3 separate regions of the Mus musculus genome follow, and all the other regions are linked to region 3. A link is a contact called in public promoter capture Hi-C data. All regions are on one chromosome and are shown on one strand. The core of a region is the stretch at or near the end of the contact, and the rest is flanking DNA. Distances in the headings are between cores, read along the strand shown. Region 1 holds the start of Atg10 (autophagy related 10). Region 2 holds the start of Scamp1 (secretory carrier membrane protein 1). Region 3 holds the start of Zfyve16 (zinc finger, FYVE domain containing 16).

What was found. Promoter capture Hi-C pulls out the DNA fragments that hold promoters and counts their contacts.
Region 1: a contact with region 3 is called in a promoter capture Hi-C map of erythroid cells, with 9 times the contacts expected there. The contact joins the promoter of Atg10 here to the promoter of Zfyve16 in region 3.
Region 2: a contact with region 3 is called in a promoter capture Hi-C map of liver, with 2.8 times the contacts expected there. The contact joins the promoter of Scamp1 here to the promoter of Zfyve16 in region 3. A contact is called at or near these places in 2 of 39 promoter capture datasets (hippocampal neurons and liver).

Annotation. Positions count from the first base shown.
Region 1 is chr13:91,222,285-91,225,392 of GRCm38.p6, forward strand. Atg10 (autophagy related 10) reads right to left here and starts at 1,703. Exons shown (of 8, transcript NM_025770.3): 1 at 1,655-1,703.
Region 2 is chr13:94,283,419-94,286,572 of GRCm38.p6, forward strand. Scamp1 (secretory carrier membrane protein 1) reads right to left here and starts at 1,863. Exons shown (of 9, transcript NM_029153.1): 1 at 1,802-1,863. The coding sequence starts at 1,858.
Region 3 is chr13:92,529,353-92,532,405 of GRCm38.p6, forward strand. Zfyve16 (zinc finger, FYVE domain containing 16) reads right to left here and starts at 1,458. Exons shown (of 18, transcript NM_173392.4): 1 at 1,347-1,458.

The sequences.
Region 1 (3,108 bases), core at 453-2,952, 1.3 Mb before region 3:
GGCATGGTAGTAGATGTTTATGCTCTAGAGGCAACATGATGGTGAGTTCTAGACTAGACTGGACTCAGTAAGACCCTGTCTAAAATATAAAACTGTGGGGGTAGTGTGGTACAGTTGGCAGCATGGTTGCCTAGCCTGCACAAAGGCCTGAGTTCAATTCCCAGCATCACATAAACTGGGCATTGTGTTTAATACACACAGAACTTGGGAAGTGGAGACAGGATCAGCTTAAGGTCAGCCCTAGCTGTCCAGGAAGCTCAAGGCTAGCCTAATCTAGAAAATCTAGACAGGGAAAGATATAATTTTTAAAGCACTGTCTTAGATATCCCCACTTTGTATAGTAAGATCTACACCCTAATCTTGAAATATTCCATATTCAAATGAATCCAGCTTAGAACTATTTACTCTAGTTTCTTCCATTAAAATATAAATAACAACTTTCTGGGTTTTTTTTTTTTTTTTTTTTGCTCATTGAGACAGGATCTAGCCATGCATAGTGCAGGCTAGCCTCAAAATGGAGGTAGCTCTGCCTCTAGCTATGCCAGGCTGGGGTGTGTATAGCCCATTGCCCCACACTTGGGTGAGAGGGATAGGCCATCAAGCTCAGGCATGACGTCTTTAAAACTGCTCTGTGAGACTTTTAACTCCCTTGTTGCTCTGAATTTTTTTTTTTCTGCTAAGTTTTTCATTCTGTGTCATTTTTTCCTGTCAATATCGGACACTTTGGAAGCAATGAGGAGCAATGGTACCTGGAATCCTAAAATAGACTTGAGTCCTGCACAGGGTCTGTGTTCTCCAACCCTAACCATCATAAATGTTCACTTTCATCACCACAGTGGGGGCCACTGTCACATTATAATGACCCAAAGTAAGCCTTTGGAAAAGAACTATTGCACTTAGAAAGAGGAAGCCAATTGTCAAAGAGAACTTAAAACATGAACACAAGCACTGGAGGGAAGCTGATGGCCCCTGTAACCTGAGATGGGGGTCTATAAACTCAGCTTCTCTGAGGAGAGGCTGAGGCAAGAGGCTCAAGATAGGTAAAACAGGCATGAGAGTGCCCACTAGGAATCCCAACACTTGTGTGACAGAGGCAGGGTTGTTTAGAGTTCCAGGCCAGCGTGGGCTACATAGTACAAATCTCTCTCAAAAACAAACCCAAGACTGTTCTGGTTGGTTTGTTTTGTTTTGTTTTGTTTTTTCCTTACAGTTGGAAACAATTTACATCTTGCCGAAAACATGTAACTGCAGAAAATGGGGCTCCATTTTGATTCTGAAACCCTGGGCTTTACTACCAAGATTTTCATAATTATCACTATAGATGCAAGTATGGCTTCTATAAATCAGTTAACTAGTCCTTTATCTCCGCCCCCCTCCCCCACCTTCCCGGTTTTATAGATTATGGGGGGAGGAGGTTGTGTTGGCTGCAAATCTGAAAAGCCTGCCAGTCACTTAACTTCCTTTGTTTCAAGGTCACGTGAGCACATTCCTAGCACAAGGTGGAAAGGTCGCCTGGGCGGCCCGCGCCCACCTCCCAGGCCTGTTACTGGCTGGCCGATCCTCCACCCTTCTCAGGTCCCAGGAGGCGGGCGAGGGCTGCAGGCAGCGGCGGAGGTACCGCCGTGGTTAGGTCGCCGAGGTTAGGTGTACTCACCCCGCTCGCTCGCCCTGACCTGGAGCCGGCGGCGCGCACGGGGCGGAGCGGGGAGGGACGGGGCGGGGCCGGGACCGCAGGAGCGACACGGCAGCGGAGGAGCTCTGCCCGCGCTGCGGTGAGCATGCGCAGTGGGGCTGCACGGTGACGTCCGGGCGAGACCTTCCTGCAACCCGGGCGCCAGCAGCCTTCACTTTCCCGGAGCCTAACCCGCTTGGTGCTCTCGGCCAGGCAGGGGCAACCCCGAGCCAGGGTATCTGCACTCCCTTCCCCACACGCAGTCATTCTAGACGCCTGGCTATAAACAGGGGACTCGTGACAAGTAGAGTGCGAGCCAGGATGAGGGCCGCGAGCATCCCCAAGAGCCTAGAGAGCAGTACCAGCTAAATGAGGTGGTCACTGCCACCCATTTAAGGCTGGGGCGAGAAGTTAGGAATTCGAATGCTAGTAACTGTATCATTTGCAGCACAAAAATCAGAAAATACCAATCAGTAAAATGAAACCAAGAGGCAATGGTAGGGCCAAGGAAAATACCAGAAGATGTAGGAGTCTTAGGGGTTATGGGGACCGATAGAATATCTCAGGAAAAGCATGTCTGGTCCTTTAAACAGTACAGTATTTCTTAGAAAAGAAACAGGCAAAATGAAACTGCTGTCTTCAAATGTGAAAAGGGAAATTTTGGTCTTGAGCAAGTAGTGTAAGATTACCATGTTAAGTAGCTAATAAATTCCTGGGACTCTAGGTAATGGTTTTGCAATTTCCTGTAAGTCCATATTGTTTCGAAATAAAAGGTTAACAGTGTGTGTGTGTATGTGTTCTGAGTTTGTTTTATAATTGGACAGAACATAGATCTGTAGTGACCACTGGCAAAAGATGGGGAAGGGGCTAACTTTAAAAGGGGCTTAGAAGTTAGAAGGATGGTAGAAGGATGGTAGTTTCTGATTGTTGGTTTTATTGATGATTAAACCACTATTTTGTTTGTCAAAACAAAAACCAAAAAAAGTGACATTTTGCCACACACAAAATAGTTTTAAAACAGTTTTGTAAAAATGAACTTTAACTTTTTTGAGCAACTATTAATTAATTGGTAGCACCTAATTTAATTTATTTTTTAATTAGAAGGAATCTGTAGCCTAGGCTAGCCTGGAACTGTAAATACTTCTACATCTAAGTGTTAGGATTAAAGCTTGGAACATCTTAACCTGCTTCTATTTGACGTGTTAGTTTGTTTTGAAGGATAAGAAGTTATTTGTAGGGTATGGCAGCTCATGCTTATAACCCCAGCACTCAGTGAAGTAATAGGGGGTGGTGGCAAGAGGAATTCAAGGCCAATCTGGGCTATAGAGGAAATTCTAGAGCAGCCAAGTCTGCTTTATTATTTTCTAAAAATAAAGTAAAAATTACCAAAAAAAAAAAAAACCTGCCCATGTAAAAATAAGAATCATTAATTTACC
Region 2 (3,154 bases), core at 613-3,112, 1.8 Mb after region 3:
GACTTTAGAACATTCTATGGACTTGGATAATCACTGTCCTGAATGCATCTCCTTACAGAAACAGAAAATGTTAATCATTTTCTTCCATGATTAATACTTAAAACCTATATGTGTTTAGAATTATCACAGCAACCTTATGCCCAGCAGAAACGGGAGGTGTCATGGTAAGATCACATATTACAAAATATCAATTTGTGATAAGAAGCTAGGATCTTGCCCTAACAAGAGACTAATATGAAAGGAACTGTGAACTGGATGTCCAGATATAAAACCAACAGCCTTGTGGTTAGATGCTTAAAAACAGCATCACTGAATTATCTAAGTTAGGAGAGACTAATGGGCTCTTAATGTTTCATCTCTAATTATTTTTAAATGACACTCACTTGACAAATTATGAAATGTTTCTTTTGGATATCCATAATATCAGAATAATCCAATTTTCACTACATGGAAGTGAGTCCAATAGTAAATGAAACAAAAACTTCAGGGGGTTGAGGGAGCATGGACCGCCCTTTAAAGTGTACCTGAGCCTTTTATCTGCAATTACAGAGTTTGGCAGGCTGAGGTAGAAGGAAAGAAAGTTCCAAAGCCAGGTACACTACCTAGTGAGACCCTGTCTCAAAACAACAATGAAAACCAAAACAAAAAAGCAAATGAATAGATCGGGAGGACCAGGTGTTGAAAGTTACAGTCAACTCAACCATAACAGCTTTCTCTGTAGTTTTGCAAAATGAGTCCAGCTGTCAGGTATAAGGGGGATAACTTCATTAAAAGAATCCTTCATGAAGACATGAGGTTAAAACCATCAGAACAGGGGTGCCTTTTGCTTCAATATTGCAGGTAAGCCACAAAAGGACTAAAAAGAGGTAAACCCAACAGGCCAGAAGCAGCACTTGGGTGCCCACAAATTAGTTCCTACTTCACCTTTGAGACTACAAATTAAAGTTTGAGCTGCACACAGTCAGAGCAATTAAGAAAGAACTAACCAAGCCAACAGTTGGAAGAAATTGCCTTGCTATGCCTCACAGTCTTTAAGAAAACCAAAGTACTTTTCAAGGCAAAGTTCTCGGACGCGGCATTAAATTTTAGAGCAGATGCCTAACATTTAAATGGCCTGCCTAGGCATTTATTTCTATGCCAAGCCCTTCTGAGGCTTGGGATCCGATCAGGTCCACTCCATGAAGGAAAGAGCTCACTCACGTGAGGAACGGAATCCTCAAACAGCTCGGATCCCCGGTGACGCACTCCCAGCTTGGAAAATGGCCCAGGGTCCACCTCCCTAACAGCAGCTAGGTGGGGAGATGCCCGTGTGCACTATTGTTTCCAGATGTTTATTTATTTTTAACTTCTGTTTGATGCCCGTTCCCCTAAACTGGGCCCGGTGGGGAAGGGGGCCTCTGGCAGCGCCACTGGTGGCTCTGGGAGCAACCGAGTTTTGATAATAAAAAACACCCCTTTATCCTTTTATCGCAGCGTCCGTGTATCCGCGCCTCTCTCCCGCACACCTTGGCCGTCACCGGCACGCAGCGCCGGTGCCAGGTCCCCATGACAACCCCAGCCCGGGCGCCCCGGCCTCCCGGCCCCCGCCCCGCGGCCCGCCGTGCCGACCGGACTAGTGGCGGCCACACATGCCCCGCTCCGCTCCGGACCCGGCTCCCGGTCCGGCCGGTCCGCGGCCCGGTGCGAGCCTCCTGGCTGGTGGCGCGGCCAGTGGTGACGCTGCGTCCCGAGACCCTCCCGACAGGGCCTCCACGGCCACCGCGACGCCCAACGCGGGCCAGGGCCGCGGCCGGGCGCTCACCTTGAACGGGTTGTTGAGATCCGGATCCGCAAACGGGTTGCTGTCAAAATCCGACATTGCCCCGGCACTGCGCGTCACCCACCCGAGCCCGGCGCCGAGACACAGACGAGGCGAGGCCGCCGCCCCCCTGCGCGCTCACGTCGCCGCCGCCGCCGCACAGATCCGGGTGCAGCTCGCGGGCCACCGAGCCGGCCGTGCCACTGAGCATGCCCGGTGCGGCGGAGGCCCGCGGCGCCCAGCCATCCGGCCGTCCCTTCCCGCCTGGATCTGCGCTCCGGGCTCTGCCTCCGACCGAAGGGCGAGCGCAGGCGGAGGGCAGGTTCCAAGCCCCGGGCCGTGGACCCACCTAGTGCGGCTTGGGGAAGGGGTGGTGGCCTGTGTAGGGGAGGACGGTGCGCGCAGGTCCCACGTGGCAGGTGGGGGAGACAAGACTTGGAGAGCGAGTAGCTGAGGTGCGAAAACATCCGCCGCAGACACCAAAGATTCCAGACCCCAGAGAGGATAGGAACCCTAAAGCAACTTAAAACATCGCTGCCCGACACACCCCAACCTGGGAAACCCAGCCGGTCCTCCGATCCCAGGTTACTGCGAAGTCACGGAAAGCGGCTTCGCGCTGAGGATCCGGAGTTGCTCCAAGAAAAGGCAACATTCACTGCGGGGAGGGGGGGGGGGCAGCCTCTGTCTCCCATCCTCCCTCCCCACTCATAAATAATGGGGGGTGGGGGCACGTGGGACGGCCGAGTAGGTGGCAGAGTCTATCGACCCAGACCCTCAAGTTACTGATAATGGAAGAGAAATTGTTGACGTTTATTTTCAGGCATTTGGATGCAGAATACACACCTCCTAATATTTGCCTTTTTTCTTCCAAGTGCCGGGAATGATTATTGAAAACTACAGTAAATGACATATCAGTCATTGCACCACCCGGAACTTGTTGAGAGGACATGGCTTTCTCAACTCTATCCTTCCTTCCACTTTTAACAGAAGGGCACTTGGGTGAACCCAGAATTATTTTTATTTGGCAGGGACCTAAGAACTGGAAAAACCCAGATTTAATTATCCATAGCTTTTTGAGGGCCTTGCGCTAGGCAAAGTCACCTAGGCAATAATAACTTTCCCCAATGTGAAAGCGCACCCACCCACCCACGCACAACGTGCTGTAGTCTGGTAGAATCCAGGTTGGGATGACAAAGCAGCTGCTTCTAAGGCAGCCAACTAATTAGGAAGTAGGCATCCAACAGTGATCACCACAAGGTGGAAAGAATCTAAGATTGGGGGCTCTGCTCCCAGATCCTCGGCAGCTGCCTGTACCTGGTTCTGACTCAGGGTTCAGCACCTGTTGAAATCCAAGCT
Region 3 (3,053 bases), core at 208-2,707:
AACTAAATCTAGTGTAGGGATTATGTAAGCCTTTCAAAGCTAAATTATGTCTCTCTACATTTTACTTAAAAAGAGAAAAGGAGATAATTTTATTATTTTCCTTAAAAATGATATAAAATATTCTAACAATATAAAAATAATAAAAATATATTAGAAGGCAGTTGGACACTAGACTGTAAGGGGTATAAAATTGTGAAAGACAGTAATATGATCATGAAGAAAATGTTCAATGTACATTAGAATTAGAATTTAAAAACAACCAAGATTTTTTAATATAATAAAGTATTTGCTTCATTGTATGACTATTTTTAAGTGAATATGTGAAGAAAAAAAAGAATTTCCAGAGTTTTAATTTTCAAAATGGTAAATATTCTGCATTAACAATTACATTTTCTTGAATATTTTTCAATTGTCATTATCTTCAACCATATAGGATACTATGTGTAATTGGCATTATGACTGGGGACAAAAAAATTAGTTTTATTTGTAAGGTAGCTACTTCAAAAGATTGTTTTTGCTCATATTATTATGTGTATAGTAAAAAAATGTAATGGGTATATGTGTACAGCTTTTAAAAACATGGGAAAGGTGAGCAACACTCTTATCATTTTAAGTTTAAAATGCAACAGGGGCCAAAAAAAAAAAAAAAAAAAAAAAAAAAGGACAAAGAAAAATGTCAAAATGGTAAGCGGCTGGTTACTTTTGCACGGTGGAATGGTGACTAGCTCATTCCTAATTCCCTCCTCTAATTTTTAAATAGCTTGCCACTAAATGTGTAGTTTAATATCAAAGAGAAGGGGGAAAAAAGAAGTTATGTGAAAAATCGGACAGACACGATCAAACCACTAAACTTTTGCCAACTCGAGAAATGCCAAACTCAGCCGAGTAAGTGACGGAACCGGATGACATCACCAACTTATTCTTTGAATTAAAAGATGAAGTTAATATTTAAATTTACGGGCTGGTTTTCTGACATGGCTAACCAAGAACATGAGTCTGGAATGTAACAAATTGCAATCACGGTCGCACAAACAGGTTAACTGTTAAAAGTTAAGGTCATCTCTTCAGAGGCACCAAAGACAGCGAGCGAACACTGAGGCATCAGTGAAACGGAGGAGGCGGCGACAACAGGCGCCGCGGGGACTCGCGGGATCCAGTGCGGCCCGACCCGGCCCAGCCCAGCCCGCGATGGGGTCGGGTATCTCGGCCGCACAGAGCCCAGGGTGGCAGGCGGGTCCCGGAGGAAGGCGAGGCCGGGCCGTCGCAGCCTAGCGAGTCCGAGGCCGCCCCGCCCCTCCGCCCGCAGTACGCTGAGGAGAGGCCGGTGGCGGCTCCGAGGCTCTTACCTCCCCACACCCCGCCGAGCTCTCGGGGACTCGACGCGACGCCGCAGTGAGGCGTGAAGAGTAACCCGGCCACGACACCCAGGACAGCGCGACGCCAGCCTAGAGCTCGTCCCCAGCCGACCTAGCAGAGAAGGGCGCAGGCGCAGAGAATGCTTCCCGCTGCCACGCCCCCTCCGGGAGGCTTGATCTATGCGCATGCGCGCTGCTCGGGTCCGAGCCAGTCCACGCGGGCGCGCCGGAAGTGGCCAGGCGACTCCGTTGGGATCCTGCGCTCGGACGCTGTTCCAAGGACGCTCTTCTGCTGGCCTCAGGAGGTGACTAGTGCCACAGCTCAGCTGACCCGGCACTCCGGTTTGCACCAGCCAAATCCAGCGGCCGACACTGTATCTCACCTCCGGGCAGCTCCTAAATGCCGGTCCTTGGGTGAGCGGATTGGCCGACGCCGCCCTGCACTTCTGGCTGTACTTCTGCATTTCCAACCCTCTGTAGCCTCCAGAGCGGCTGCTGTCTAAAACCAGAAGCCAGCTACCCTCTCGGAAGGAGATGCCCGATGCCTCGCGCGCGCTCTCTGCTTCGGCCTTCGCATTTTCACCACGAGTTTTCTAAAATTCAAAGAGAGCGAAGAGAAAATTAGTATCCGGACCAGCTTGGGGACTGCTGGCTCGCCTAGGCTTTCGAGAGATTACAAGCGTTATCGCTGCTGTGATTTGTACTCAAGAGACTTCACAGTCAGAGCTCAGGTCCTCAATTCAGTAATTGGCAACTGTAGTTTATCTTTCAGAGATTCTGCATCTCTACTTCTGGTTCCCCTTCTAAACTCTGATTTTTGCCAAGAGCAAAACTTTTGGTTGTGTAAGGTGACTGGCCTGTTCTTTGACAGACAATGCAAAAGAGATGCTTCGCTTACATTAGCTAATTAATCTTAAGAATAATTCCACAAGGGCTGGAGAGATGGCTCAGCCGTTAAAGGCTAGTCTCACAACCAAAAATATAAGAATAATTCTACAAAGTACAGTGTGTATTTTCACTTTTATACGTTGGACACTGTCACAGATAAAATGGGGCCGTCGTCTTTTTGGAACCTCAATTCAGAAGCAGTGGCTTGTGCATACAAATTAGGGGCAAAAGTATATAGTACAATGTAAGGACAAATAAGAGTTATTTTAAATGAACAAAACAACATTTTAAAGTATATGCAAATCAGTTCACAAAATAGCATGTCTACCACATTTTATTGATGTTCAAACTTAATATAGCAGAAACAGTGTATTCTCCATAAATCTGTTTTACCAATTTGCTTAATTTATAGATGAATTCATTGGTGAGAATAGTGTGGATACTCTCATATCCTGGTGTGGATATAAGTTAACACAAATTCACATATAAAGTAGGACTTTTGAAAGAACCTGCTTAGTAGCCAGGTACAGTAGCCCAAATTCCCTCCCCAGGAACACCTGTAAGGAGAAGCAAGGTAAAGACAGAACTTCCAGAAGGAAAGACAGAAACCAATGGGGACCTGAGAGGGAGAGCAGTCTGTCTGTCTTTCTTGCCTCACTCCTATTCTTGAAGTATGTTCTTGATATTGAAACTATGAATCCAGTCCCCTATTTCCTCCTTCTTTTTTCACTACCTGAATTTGAATTCTAGTTCTGCCACTCATTAGCTTTGTTACTGAAAGCTAGACACTCTCTTAGTAAGAGTATGATA